2 separate regions of the Mus musculus genome follow, and region 1 is linked to region 2. The links are chromatin contacts, called in public HiChIP or PLAC-seq maps. All regions are on one chromosome and are shown on one strand. The core of a region is the stretch at or near the end of the contact, and the rest is flanking DNA. Distances in the headings are between cores, read along the strand shown. Region 1 holds the start of Pfkfb3 (6-phosphofructo-2-kinase/fructose-2,6-biphosphatase 3). Region 2 has its middle 18 kb from the start of Gm31990.

Evidence for each region. HiChIP or PLAC-seq counts read pairs in DNA pulled down with a chosen protein or histone mark.
Region 1: a CTCF HiChIP or PLAC-seq map of the NIH/3T3 cell line shows a contact between it and region 2, with 15 read pairs. The contact joins the promoter of Pfkfb3 here to the enhancer-like site in region 2. A contact is called at or near these places in 3 of 15 datasets of contacts at CTCF or cohesin (CD8 T cells, the NIH/3T3 cell line and embryonic stem cells), 6 of 484 Hi-C or Micro-C datasets (the AML12 cell line, the C2C12 cell line, embryonic stem cells and 2 more), 12 of 115 datasets of contacts at active chromatin or transcription factors (CD8 T cells, the HPC-7 cell line, the SCID.adh cell line and 7 more) and 2 of 9 other capture datasets (adipose tissue and pancreatic islet).

What each region holds. Positions count from the first base shown.
Region 1 is chr2:11,500,748-11,506,036 of GRCm38.p6, forward strand. Pfkfb3 (6-phosphofructo-2-kinase/fructose-2,6-biphosphatase 3) reads right to left here and starts at 1,343. Exons shown (of 18, transcript NM_001177753.1): 1 at 878-1,343. The coding sequence starts at 953. It overlaps Gm52500 (a long non-coding RNA gene), which reads left to right and starts at 1,263. Exons shown (of 3, transcript XR_003953759.1): 1 at 1,263-2,759; 2 at 3,407-3,529; 3 at 4,879-5,289.
Region 2 is chr2:11,462,140-11,468,045 of GRCm38.p6, forward strand. No RefSeq gene overlaps it. Among named protein-coding and RNA genes, the nearest start is that of Gm31990, 18 kb to the left of the region's middle. Within about 2 kb of position 2,687, at least 41 of the 459 cell types and tissues checked have an H3K27ac peak or open chromatin away from gene starts, as enhancers often do. A contact at or near this core is called in the C2C12 cell line, the NIH/3T3 cell line and pancreatic cancer cells, where this site is marked.

The DNA.
Region 1 (5,289 bases), core at 93-2,592, 37 kb after region 2:
GTGACTCAGACCCACAAAGCTCCGAGAGCTGTCATGTCCTGTGATGGCCATCCTGAGAAACGTGACAGCAGAGAAACCTACCCTGCAGCCTGGTGTTCCAGTGTCCCAGGGTGACAGGAAACCACCTCCCAGTTTTGCCAGTAGATTCTCAAACTACAAACGTGATGTGAGCAACGTGTCCACTGGGCAGCTCGCTCCTGTTTACCCCCGTGGGCTCCTGGGCCTGCTGCCTGGGAGGGAAGCATTGCCTTAGAGCAATTCCATCCGCTCTTCCCAGAGGCACCTCTTCCTATCTAGGGATGGAAGTGAATGAAACCTTCCCAAATCGTTCACAGCAGCAACAGGTGAGGCACTAAGAGAAACTGCCAGCAAATTCCGTGCTCCGGGTAAACGAGTGCGTCTGTAATACAACACTAGTCACCAACCCATAAACCATCCCTGCAACCAAGGATCTGCAGTCACGGGAGTGACGGCGAAGATGGAAATATACAGAGGTGCAAAGATCCGAGGAAGAAAAAAGACCGTGAACCAGAGGAGACCCAAAGAAAAGGGGGCGTTGGTGTGGGCGGCCGCGCCCCTGCTGCAGTCGGCCAGGGTGACTCCGGAGCAGCCAGGTCTCTCCAGCCTCTGGGAGGCGCTGGCCCAGAGAGCCCAGGCCGGGCCGGGCACACAGGAGGTTTCCGGAGCCACAGCGCCCCTTCTGCCCAGCCTGGGAGACGCAGCCGGCCGCCACCCCCGCCTCGCCGGGCCGGGCCGACCGGCACGAGTGCGCTTCCCGCAGAGGGGAACCGGCACAAAGCCGCTGCACACACAATGGCCGGGCTCTGCACGCGGCGCAATCTACAACCTAGCCCCCCACGTGGCTGCCTGCACTCACATCTGGGCAACGAGGGTCGGTGATCGACGGGCACCCAGATCTTCTGTACCCGGCTCTGGGTCAGTTCCAACGGCATCTTCGTAGCTGTATTCGGCGACCCGCCACCCCTGGAGGAAAGACTCCGACTTGGGGAGAAGAGCAGCAGCAGATCCCCCCGGAACAAAGGACAGGAAGGGTGCGTCCGCCTGCACGCGGCTGGGCGCTCCCTTGCACTGCTTTGGAAAATGTGCTTTGTGCGGAGTCTCGGAGGAAGGATCGCCTGAGCGGAGACACGAGACAGATGAGAGCGGCGTGGAGTTGCGGCTGCTGCACTGCTGACTAGTCGGCTCTGTTCAAAAGCTCAGGGATGCTCCAGCGCAGTGACAGCCACGGTCCCAACACCCAGCACTGCCACTTGCTCCTCTCCAGTTCTGTCGGGATGCCACACGCACTGCCCGGCCTTTTAAGATCTGACCGGTAGCGCGGCGCGTCAGCCTCGGGGCGGGCCGCATTCTTTGCGTCCCAGCCCCCTTTCACGTGGAGAGAAGGGTGGGCAAGGCCAAGAGACAGCCTGCTGCCGCCCCCTGCGGGTGGACGAGAGCAGCACGCTCTGTTCCTGCAACCCAGGCTGGTTCTTTCGTCCTCCTTTCCGTCCCTAAGTTTATTCCCTAAGGGCGCAAGACAGGAACGGAGTCCCCAAATAATTCCAGCCACTTTCCTCATCTGTGCTTGGAAGGCAGCAGCGATCTGATAATGTCCAATGTGGTTCGTTGACAGTCCTCCACCCCTACACACACACACACACACACACACACACACACAGAGCTAGAGCTATGTAAAAGCATCTTCCCAGTTCAGCCTTACAAGCCGTGGGAGCCCCAACACCATGCACCATAGTTACATGATTTGGGGACTGGCTCAGTCCAAGTGAAGACGCAGGTCAGAGCTGCCTCCTGGTAACACCTGTGCATTATCGCCCACTATGTCCCCTGCCATTGCTGACACTGCCACCTCCGGGCACGGGCGCATACTTTTCCTGAATCCCCGGGAAACATGCTTGGGTAGTGTTGCTACCCCTCACTCAGTGCTACCGTGCCTGGCGCTTGAAGGGGGGCAATAAATAAATAAGGAAGGAAGGAAGGTTCGACCGAAAAGGAACTTTGGGATGCGGGGGGCGGTTGGTATTATTTTCCCTTTCAACATGGGCCATATTCCATACCCCTTCTGCAAGTAGTGATTAAAAGTAGACCCCATTCCCTCTCCCATTACCGGACTATGAGCCCCAAAGTAACTATCAAGGGACAGCTAGATCCTAAATTCATGTCACCCACCCAACCCCCACGCGCCCGCTCTAGCACACCGGCTATATTTTGTTTGATGTGAACATGCCCTCGCTTCCTTTCCGATTTTTGCACTTTGCATAGGCTGGAGATACATGCATAACAGGCAATCGTTGAACCGCCAGAGTTCATTTATTCAGCGACGATCTAAGGGATCTTTCGGTGAGGACCGCTGCACGGGAGGCCGTGGAGACAAGACACTTTAAATGTGATTTTAGCGAAGGAAGCCTCCGCTCAGAAGATCTGCCTTGCTTAGCGCAAGCTGCACACGTCGCGGTGAAGCTGAGCTGTGATTGGAGGCGCTCGCGGAACCCCACACTGCAGTGGAAAAGTCTGCGCAGAGGCTGCCACACGTCGCGCACGTCCTGCATGCTCTGCTGGGAGGGCGCCGGCCCCCCGGCGGCGGGCGCAGCTGCTCTGTTCCCAACCCAGCCCGCCCCGCCTGGGGCCTCCGCCTTGCCTTCTCCGGCAGCCTGGCGAGCTTAGGAGACCTGGAGCTCACCTGGCGAGTAGCCCTTGGGAACCTCCCAGCTCTAACCGCCATTCCTGCACCCTGCTCTCCGGTACCACCCTCCTCAATACCTGTCCCCAACCCCAGGACAGCTTTGCTGACCTTCCGATTTCTGTGCTCAGGCAGCTGTTCAGAAAGAAACCCGGTGCATTACATTTAAACTTGTTTTTCTTCAGTGAGAGCAAATGCCAGAGGTGACACCCTAGAAAGCCCAAGGGAGAATCTCGCTCCACTCCTGAAATTAGAATGGACTGACTCGACAAGGAAAACATCTAGTAGTCTCCAGAAGGGTTCCCTTACTGGTATTTGCAAGCTGAGGGGGAGGGGGAAGGGATGGGGGTGAGAGTGCATCCCTGCCAGGAGACTCCCCACTCCCGACTCCCAATAACCATAGTGCACCTGGACGCTTGTAAAGTTTCCACTAGGTTTTCTGTTTGTTTTGCTTTGTTTGAGACAGTTTTCCTATGCAGCCCAGGCCGGCCTCAAGCTTGCTCCTTTCTCAGCCTGGTATTACAGGCCTGTGCCATGTTCCCAGGTGCCCGCTTGAGTTTGCACACACCTACAAGCCAGGCAAATGGCCAGATGTCAAAGCTTAGGAACAGATTGCTGGGAACCGCCAGGGAGAACGTGGTGGGAATGGTACCAGTGGAGAACGATCTTTTATTTCTCTTTTATCATGTTTAAATCTCTCGATTTAAGGTCAGTCCTCAAGTCAGGTGGCAGCTAAGCATTCTCAGATGGGGCAGTTTTCCTTTCCTGGAGTCAACAATGTAGTGGGTACCCAGAACAAACACTAAGTTCTCCAGTCACTTCTGCTACCAGGTAGGTAAAGGGAAATCACCTTTACCCTGCCTAGGGCTCCAGATATCTAGGAAAGGGTGGAATGTGAGGCACACAGCTGAATTCACACTTGTTTGTTGGTCCTCTGAAGCTGTCGGCTTGCAACCACAGGTAAAAGCTGTGTTTGTGGAAGGCAAAACTGCTCCAACATGATCCTCCTTAGGACCAACCTTGCTACACCTACATTCAAAGGTTTCCTCCTCAGCTTTGCTGTTTAGACATCCTTCCAATTCCTCCCTTAGTTCTGTTAATACACCCTTATCTTTACCTCAAACGCAGTCCCCTAGGGCTTCACTAACTCCCAGGTTCCCAGGTGGATATTATGAACTCAGCTCTTTAGAAGACACAGCCAAGAATGTGAACATTCTTTAAGTCGGGTGACTTATAGCCAGGTGACTCCAATCACTAGGACTGATTGACAACTTCCTTTAGATTGAGTCACAATCTAGACCCTGCTAAAGCCAAAAGAAAGTACTGTGCATTCTAGTCCACATTCCACAGCCCTCTACCCCTTGTCTACAGGAAGGAGCGAAGGGAAGATTGGAGATTAGAAAGGTCAAGGAATCGAGTCAAAGACCAAGGAGGAAGGAAGGCAGTTAGGAAGAAGGTTTGTGCGGGGTGAATTGTTTTGTTTTAGAAACAGGGTCTCATGTAACCCATACCATCAAGAGATCATAAGCATGAGCCCTCACGCCTGGTTTATATGATGCTGAGGACTGAACCTGAAGTTCCATGCATACTAGGCAAGTATTCTACCAACTGAGGGACATTCCCAGCCGTGTGTGTGTGTGTGTGTGTGTGTGTGCGCGTGTTTATGTGCATGTGTGTGTGTATGTACGTGTGTGTATGTATGTGCGTATGTGTGTGTGCGTGTGTATGTGCATGTGTGTGTATGTGTGTGTATGTGCGTGCGTGTGTGTGTGTATGTGTGTGTGTGTGTGTATGTGTGTGTATGTGCATGTGTGTGTGTGTGTGTGTGTGTGTGTGTGTATGTACGTGTGTGTGTGTGTGTGTGTGTGTGTGTGTGTGTGTGTGTTAAGGTGATCACATACTTGACACAAGCAGCAGAACGCTGTCCCTCCCAGGTGGTCATATTACACACCCACACCCACACCCACACCCACAAGAGCGCTGAGAAGAACCCTAAGCAAAGGAAGACCGGACTGTTACTCAGCTTCACCTGACACAGTTAAGCTGCCCCGGGTGAAATGTCCCACCTAACACACGCTGGAGTGCTCTATGTGTGAATTCAGTGAGCCAGGTCTAACCTTAGCAAAAAGGACATGGAAGTGTTTTTCTCACCACAACCTTTGTTTCTATTCTCTGGCCAGTGTCACCAAGTCCTTCCCAGAGTCGCCAAGATGTGGTTATCAACAGCAGCAGCACGTGACTCCGTTGCCTTACTCTTACACCAGCTCCTTAGACTTAAACATTTAAACCTCCTTGGTGCCTGTGCCTCCTCCCCAGGGAAAGCTGGGGGGCGGGGGGGGGACAAGCTGTGGCAAGCTGTGAGCAGTCTCACGTTGCTAATTAGACCCAGTGTCAGTAGTTGCTCTCTTGAAAGAGCCCATGTATGAGAGAGTGAAGCAAGGCTCCAAATAATAAACAAACCTTTATCATCATCCCAAGATGGCTTTTAGTCACAAAATATGACTTCTTTAAGAATGGAAATAGAGATTTGAGGGTAGCTGCCCAGATGACATTGGAGGTTCCCAAAACCAGCTCATAGATTGTATGTATAT
Region 2 (5,906 bases), core at 1,437-3,936:
AGGTATCCACCTAATTGTTAATACGGAATCTGTTACTGAACCCGGAGCCCACTGGTTCAGCGATGCTGATTGGCTGTGGAGTTCTGGGCACCCATCTGTCTCTGCCTACAAGCACTGGGGACATAGGCCCATCCCACTGTTCTAGGCTTCTTATATGAACATTGGGGGTCCAAGCTTCAGTCTTCCCTGATGTGCAACCAGCATGTTACCAATAAGCTTTCTCTCCAGCCCAGAGTCGCCCCTCCCCCCCTTTGTTTTACTTTGTGCATGTCTTAGTGGGTTCTTTTTTTTTTTTTTTTTTTTTTTTTTTTAAAGAAAGTTTTAACACTCCTCCATTGTTGGTGGGATTGCAGGCTTGTACAACCACTCTGGAAATCAGTCTGGCGGTTCCTCAGAAAATTGAACATAGTGCTACCGGAGGATCCAGCAATACCTCTCCTGGGCATATACCCAGAAGATGCCCCAACTGGTAAGAAGGACACATGCTCCACTATCTTCATAGCAGCCTTATTTATAATAGCCAGAAGCTGGAAAGAACCCAGATGCCCCTCAACAGAGGAATGGATACAAAAAATGTGGTACATCTACACAATGGAGTACTACTCAGCTATTAAAAAGAATGAATTTATGAAATTCCTAGCCAAATGGATGGACCTGGAGGGCATCATCCTGAGTGAGGTAACACATTCACAAAGGAACTCACACAATATGTACTCACTGATAAGTGGATATTAGCCCCAAACCTAGGATTCCCAAGATATAAGATACAATTTGCTAAACACATGAAACTCAAGAAGAATGAAGACTGAAGTGTGGACACTATGCCCCTCCTTAGAATTGGGAACAAAACACCCATGGAAGGAGTTACAGAGACAAAGTTTGGAGCTGAGATGAAAGGATGGACCATGTAGAGACTGCCATATCCAGGGATCCACCCCATAATCAGCATCCAAACGCTGACGCCATTGCATACACTAGCAAGATTTTATCGAAAGGACCCAGATGTAGCTGTCTCTTGTGAGACTATGCCGGGGCCTAGCAAACACAGAAGTGGATGCTCACAGTCAGCTAATGGATGGATCACAGGGCTCCCAATGGAGGAGCTAGAGAAAGAACCCAAGGAGCTAAAGGGATCTGCAACCCTATAGGTGGAACAACATTATGAACTAACCAGTACCCCGGAGCTCTTGACTCTAGCTGCATATGTATCAAAAGATGGCCTAGTCGGCCATCACTGCAAAGAGAGGCCCATTGGACTTGAAAACTTTATATGCCCCAGAACAGGGGAACGCCAGGGCCAAAAAGGGGGAGTGGGTGGGTAGGGGAGTGGGGGTGGGTGGGTATGGGGGAGTTTTGGTATAACATTGAAAATGTAAATGAGCTAAATACCTAATAAAAAATGGAAAAAAAAGAAAGTTTTATTGGATATTTATGTATACCAAAAAAAAATTATTTGGGTGTAGTTGTGTATGCCAACAACCCCAATACTTAGGCTAAGGCAGGAGGATCACAAGTTTGAGGCCAGCCTGGGTTGTATAAGGAAACTCTATCCATCTGCTAAAAAAGGTAGGCTCACATCCATGGGTCATCACCCTAAGATGCTAAATGTCCACATCTCCTCCACGAACTTCCTTGAGTTTTTGTGTGTGTGAGGGGGGGGTAGTTTTATAGCATGCCCTGTTTGTTTGGATTTTTGTATGTCTGTTAAGATGTTCACTTGAAATCTATCTTCGTAACATATTCTGAAGGACACACTATGGGGCTGGATTGATGGCCACAGTGGTTTAAAAGCATAGCTGCTCTTCCAGAGAACCCAGGTTTGATTCCCAACATCTGCATGGTGGCTAGCAACCATCTCTAACTCCAGTTCCTTGGGACCCAAACCCTCTTTGACCTTCTCAGGCTCTTGTATACACACACACACACACACACACACACACACACACACAGAGAGAGAGAGAGAGAGAGAGAGAGAGAGAGAGAGAGAGAGAGATACACCCAGGCATATACACACACATAAACTAAAGTTCCTGGCCCCCTCCATTCTTTTCTATGAACCTAAACACTCTAGATGCCTCATGTAGGTGGATATACTCCCCCATATCTATAATGCTCATTATGGACCAGTGTGATTCTGAAGCAATCTCTCTCAGAATCACACAGGATGTTGCAAACCCCTCCTCCAACACAGAACACTTTGGATAGTCACATTATAAATCTCAAGAGATTGAGGAGGTGTCTCAATCGATAAAGGTGCTTGCTACTCAAGCCTGAGGACCTGAATTCAAATGCTGAGGCCACACATGAAAATGCAGAACATGGCCACATGCATCCTGTAATCACAAAATCGTGTAGGGAAAGGACAGGAGGCTCGCCGAAGCATGGTGGCTGCTACCCTACCTCCAGGTTTGCCGAGAAACTCTGGCTCAGGGAAATAAAGTAGAATGACACAGCAGGACACCCAGTGTGACTCTCTGACCTCTGCACACACGTGTATAATACCACACACATAAACGCACTTAAATAAATGCATCATAAATCACAACCTCCCAGGCTGAGATCTTGCTAAGCCAACTGTGTTGTGCAACTCTGATTAAAAATGACTGAATTCAAACCGATGAGCTGTGGCAGAGAGCACCACTCAGACATAATCCAGTTTGGCTGGGATCCCAGCAGAGAGGTCAAAAAGGCTGATCAGTGCATATTGGCATAGTCAGGACTGGCCCCAAGCAAGGCCCCATTAGCTATGGGGTAAAGCACATTGTTCAAACCGACAAGGCATACATCACCAGGGGCAAATGAACAATGAACACTCATTCCCAAAGGCAGAGGCTGGTGTCCATCGCCAGGAGCTTTGGCAGACAGAATAAGATGTACAGGCTTCAGTGAGTCAGATGGAGTAAGAGTGTGGGGTAAGCATGTGGCTGCCCAGAGACAGTCAATGGAGGGAAACAGCCTAAAGAAAAATGAGATTGCAAGAATCTGTCTTACTGGGACCTGAGTCTAGATGGCTTGGACCAACACTTCCTGCCCCATGCTCAGGAGAAACCTTGGGCAAGAGTGAAACTTCATTTGACTCTCAGCCTCTTCTGCCTCTTCACCAAGCACAACCGAGAGTATTTTTCCTTGAAATTATTTAACTAGTCATACTGGAAAACTTGGTCAACTATTTAGAGTAGTGGGAGCATTGATAGATTGTATCAAGTAACACTTATGTTGGTGGGTTGTTTTGTTTTGTTTTGTTTTTTTAACTAGGTATTTTCTTCATTCACATTTCAAATGCTATCCCAAATGTCCTCCATACCCCCCCACCCCCACCCACCCACTCCTACTTCTTGGCCCTGGCATTCCCCTGTACCGGGGCATATAAAGTTTGCAAGACCAAGGGGCCAACTAGGCCATCTTCTGCTACATATGCAGCTAGAGACACAAGCTCAGGGGTACTGGTTAGTTCGTATTGCTGTTCCACCTATAGGGTTGCAGACCCCTTCAGCTCCTTGGGTACTTTCTCTAGCTCCTCCATTGGGGGCCCTGTGTGCCATCCAATAGCTGACTGTGATCATCCATTTCTGTGTTTGCTAGGCCCTGGCATAGTCTCACAAGAGACAGCTATATCAGGGTCATTTCAGAAAAATCTTGCTGGCATATGCAATAGTGTCAGCTTTTGGAGGCTGATTATGGGATGGATCCCCGGGTGTGGCAGTCTATAGACGGTCCATCCTTTCATCTCAGCTCCAAACTTTGTCTCTGTAACTCCTTCCATGAGTGTTTTGTTCCCAATTCTAAGAAGGGGCAAAGTGTCCACACTTTAGTCTTCGTTCTTCTTCAGTTTCATGTGTTTTGCAAATTGTATCTTGTATCTTGGTTATTCAAAGTTTCTGGGCAAATCCACTTCTCAGTGACTACATATCATGTGAGTTCTTTTGTGATTGGATTACCTCACTCAGGATGATACCCTCTATGTCCATCCATTTGCCTAGGGATTTCATAAATTCATTCTTTTTAATAGCTGAGTAATGTGGTACATTGTGTAAATGTACCACATTTTCTGTATCCATTCCTCTGTTGAGGGACAACTGGGTTCTTTCCAGCTTCTGGCTATTATAAATAAGGCTGCTATGAACATAGTGGAGCACGTGTACTTCTTACCAGTTAGAACATCTTCTGGATATATGCCCAGGAGAGGTATTGCGGGATCCTCCGGTAGTACTATGTCCAATTTTCTGAGGAACCGCCAGACTGATTTCCAGAGTGGTTGTACAAGCTTGCAATCCCACCAACAATGGAGGAGTGTTCCTCTTTCTCCACATCCTCGCCAGCATCTGCTGTCACCTGAAATTTTGATCTTAGCCGTTCTGACTGGTGTGAGGTGGAATGTCAGGGTTGTTTTGACTTGCATTTCCCTGATGATTAAGGATGCTGAACATTTTTTCAGGTGCTTCTCAGCCATTCAGTATTCCTCAGGTGAGAATTCTTTGTTTGGCTCTGAGCCCCATTTTTTAATGGGGTTATTTGATTTTCTGGAGTCCACCTTCCTGAGTTCTTTATATATATTGGATATTAGTCCCCTATCCGATTTAGGATAGGTAAAGATCCTTTCCCAATCTGTTGGTGGCCTTTTTGTCTCATTGACAGTGTCTTTTGCCTTACAGAAGCTTTGCAATTTTATGAGGTCCCATTTGTCCATTCTCAATCTTACAGCACAAGCCATTGCTGTTCTATTCAGGAATTTTCCCCCTGTGCCCATATCTTTGAGGCTTCTCCCCACTTTCTCCTCTATAAGTTTCAGTGTCTCTGGTTTTATGTGGAGTTCCTTGATCCACTTAGATTTGACCTTTGTACAAGGAGATAAGAATGGATCAATTCGCATTCTTCTACATGATAACAGCCAGTTGTGCCAGCACCATTTGTTGAAAATGCTGTCTTTTTTCCACTGGATGGTTTTAGCTCCCTTGTCAAAGATCAAGTGACCATGGGTGTGTGGGTTAATTTCTGGGTCTTCAATTCTATTCCAATGGTCTACTTGTCTGTTGCTATACCAGTACCATGCAGTTTTGATCACAATTGCTCTGTAGTACAGCTTGAGGTCAGGCATAGTGATTCCACCAGAGGTTCTTTTATCATTGAGAAGAGTTTTAGCTATCCTAGGTTTTTTGTTATTCCAGATGAATTTGCAAATTGCCCTTTCTAATCCGTTGAAGAATTGAGTTGGAATTTTGATGGGGATTGCATTGAATCTGTAGATTACTTTTGGCAAGATAGCCATTTTTACTATATTGATCCTGCCAATCCATGAGCATGGGAGATCTTTCCATCTTCTGAGATCTTTGATTTCTTTCTTCAGAGATTTGAAGTTCTTATCATACAGATCTTTCACTTCCTTAGTTAGAGTCACGCCAAGGTATTTTATATTATTTGTGACTATTGTGAAGGGTGTTGTTTCCCTAATTTCTTTCTCAGCCTGTTTATCCTTTGTGTAGAGAAAGGCCATTGACTTGTTTGAGTTAATTTTATATCCAGCTACTTCACTGAAGCTGTTTATCAGGTTTAGGAGTTCTCTGGTGGAATTTTTAGGGTCACTCATATATACTATCATATAATCTGCAAATAGTGATATTTTTACTTCTTCCTTTCCAATTTGTATCCTCTTGATCTCCTTTTGTTGTCTAATTGCTCTGGCTAGGACTTCAAGTACTATATTGAACAGGTAGGGAGGAAGTGGGCAGCCTTGTCTAGTCCCTGATTTTAGTGGGATTGCTTCCAGCTTCTCACCATGTACTTTGATGTTGGCTACTGGCCTGCTGTAGATTGCTTTTATTATGTTTAGGTATGGGCCTTGAATTCCTGATCTTTCCAAGACTTTTATCATGAATGGGTGTTGGATTTTGTCAAATGCTTTCTCAGCA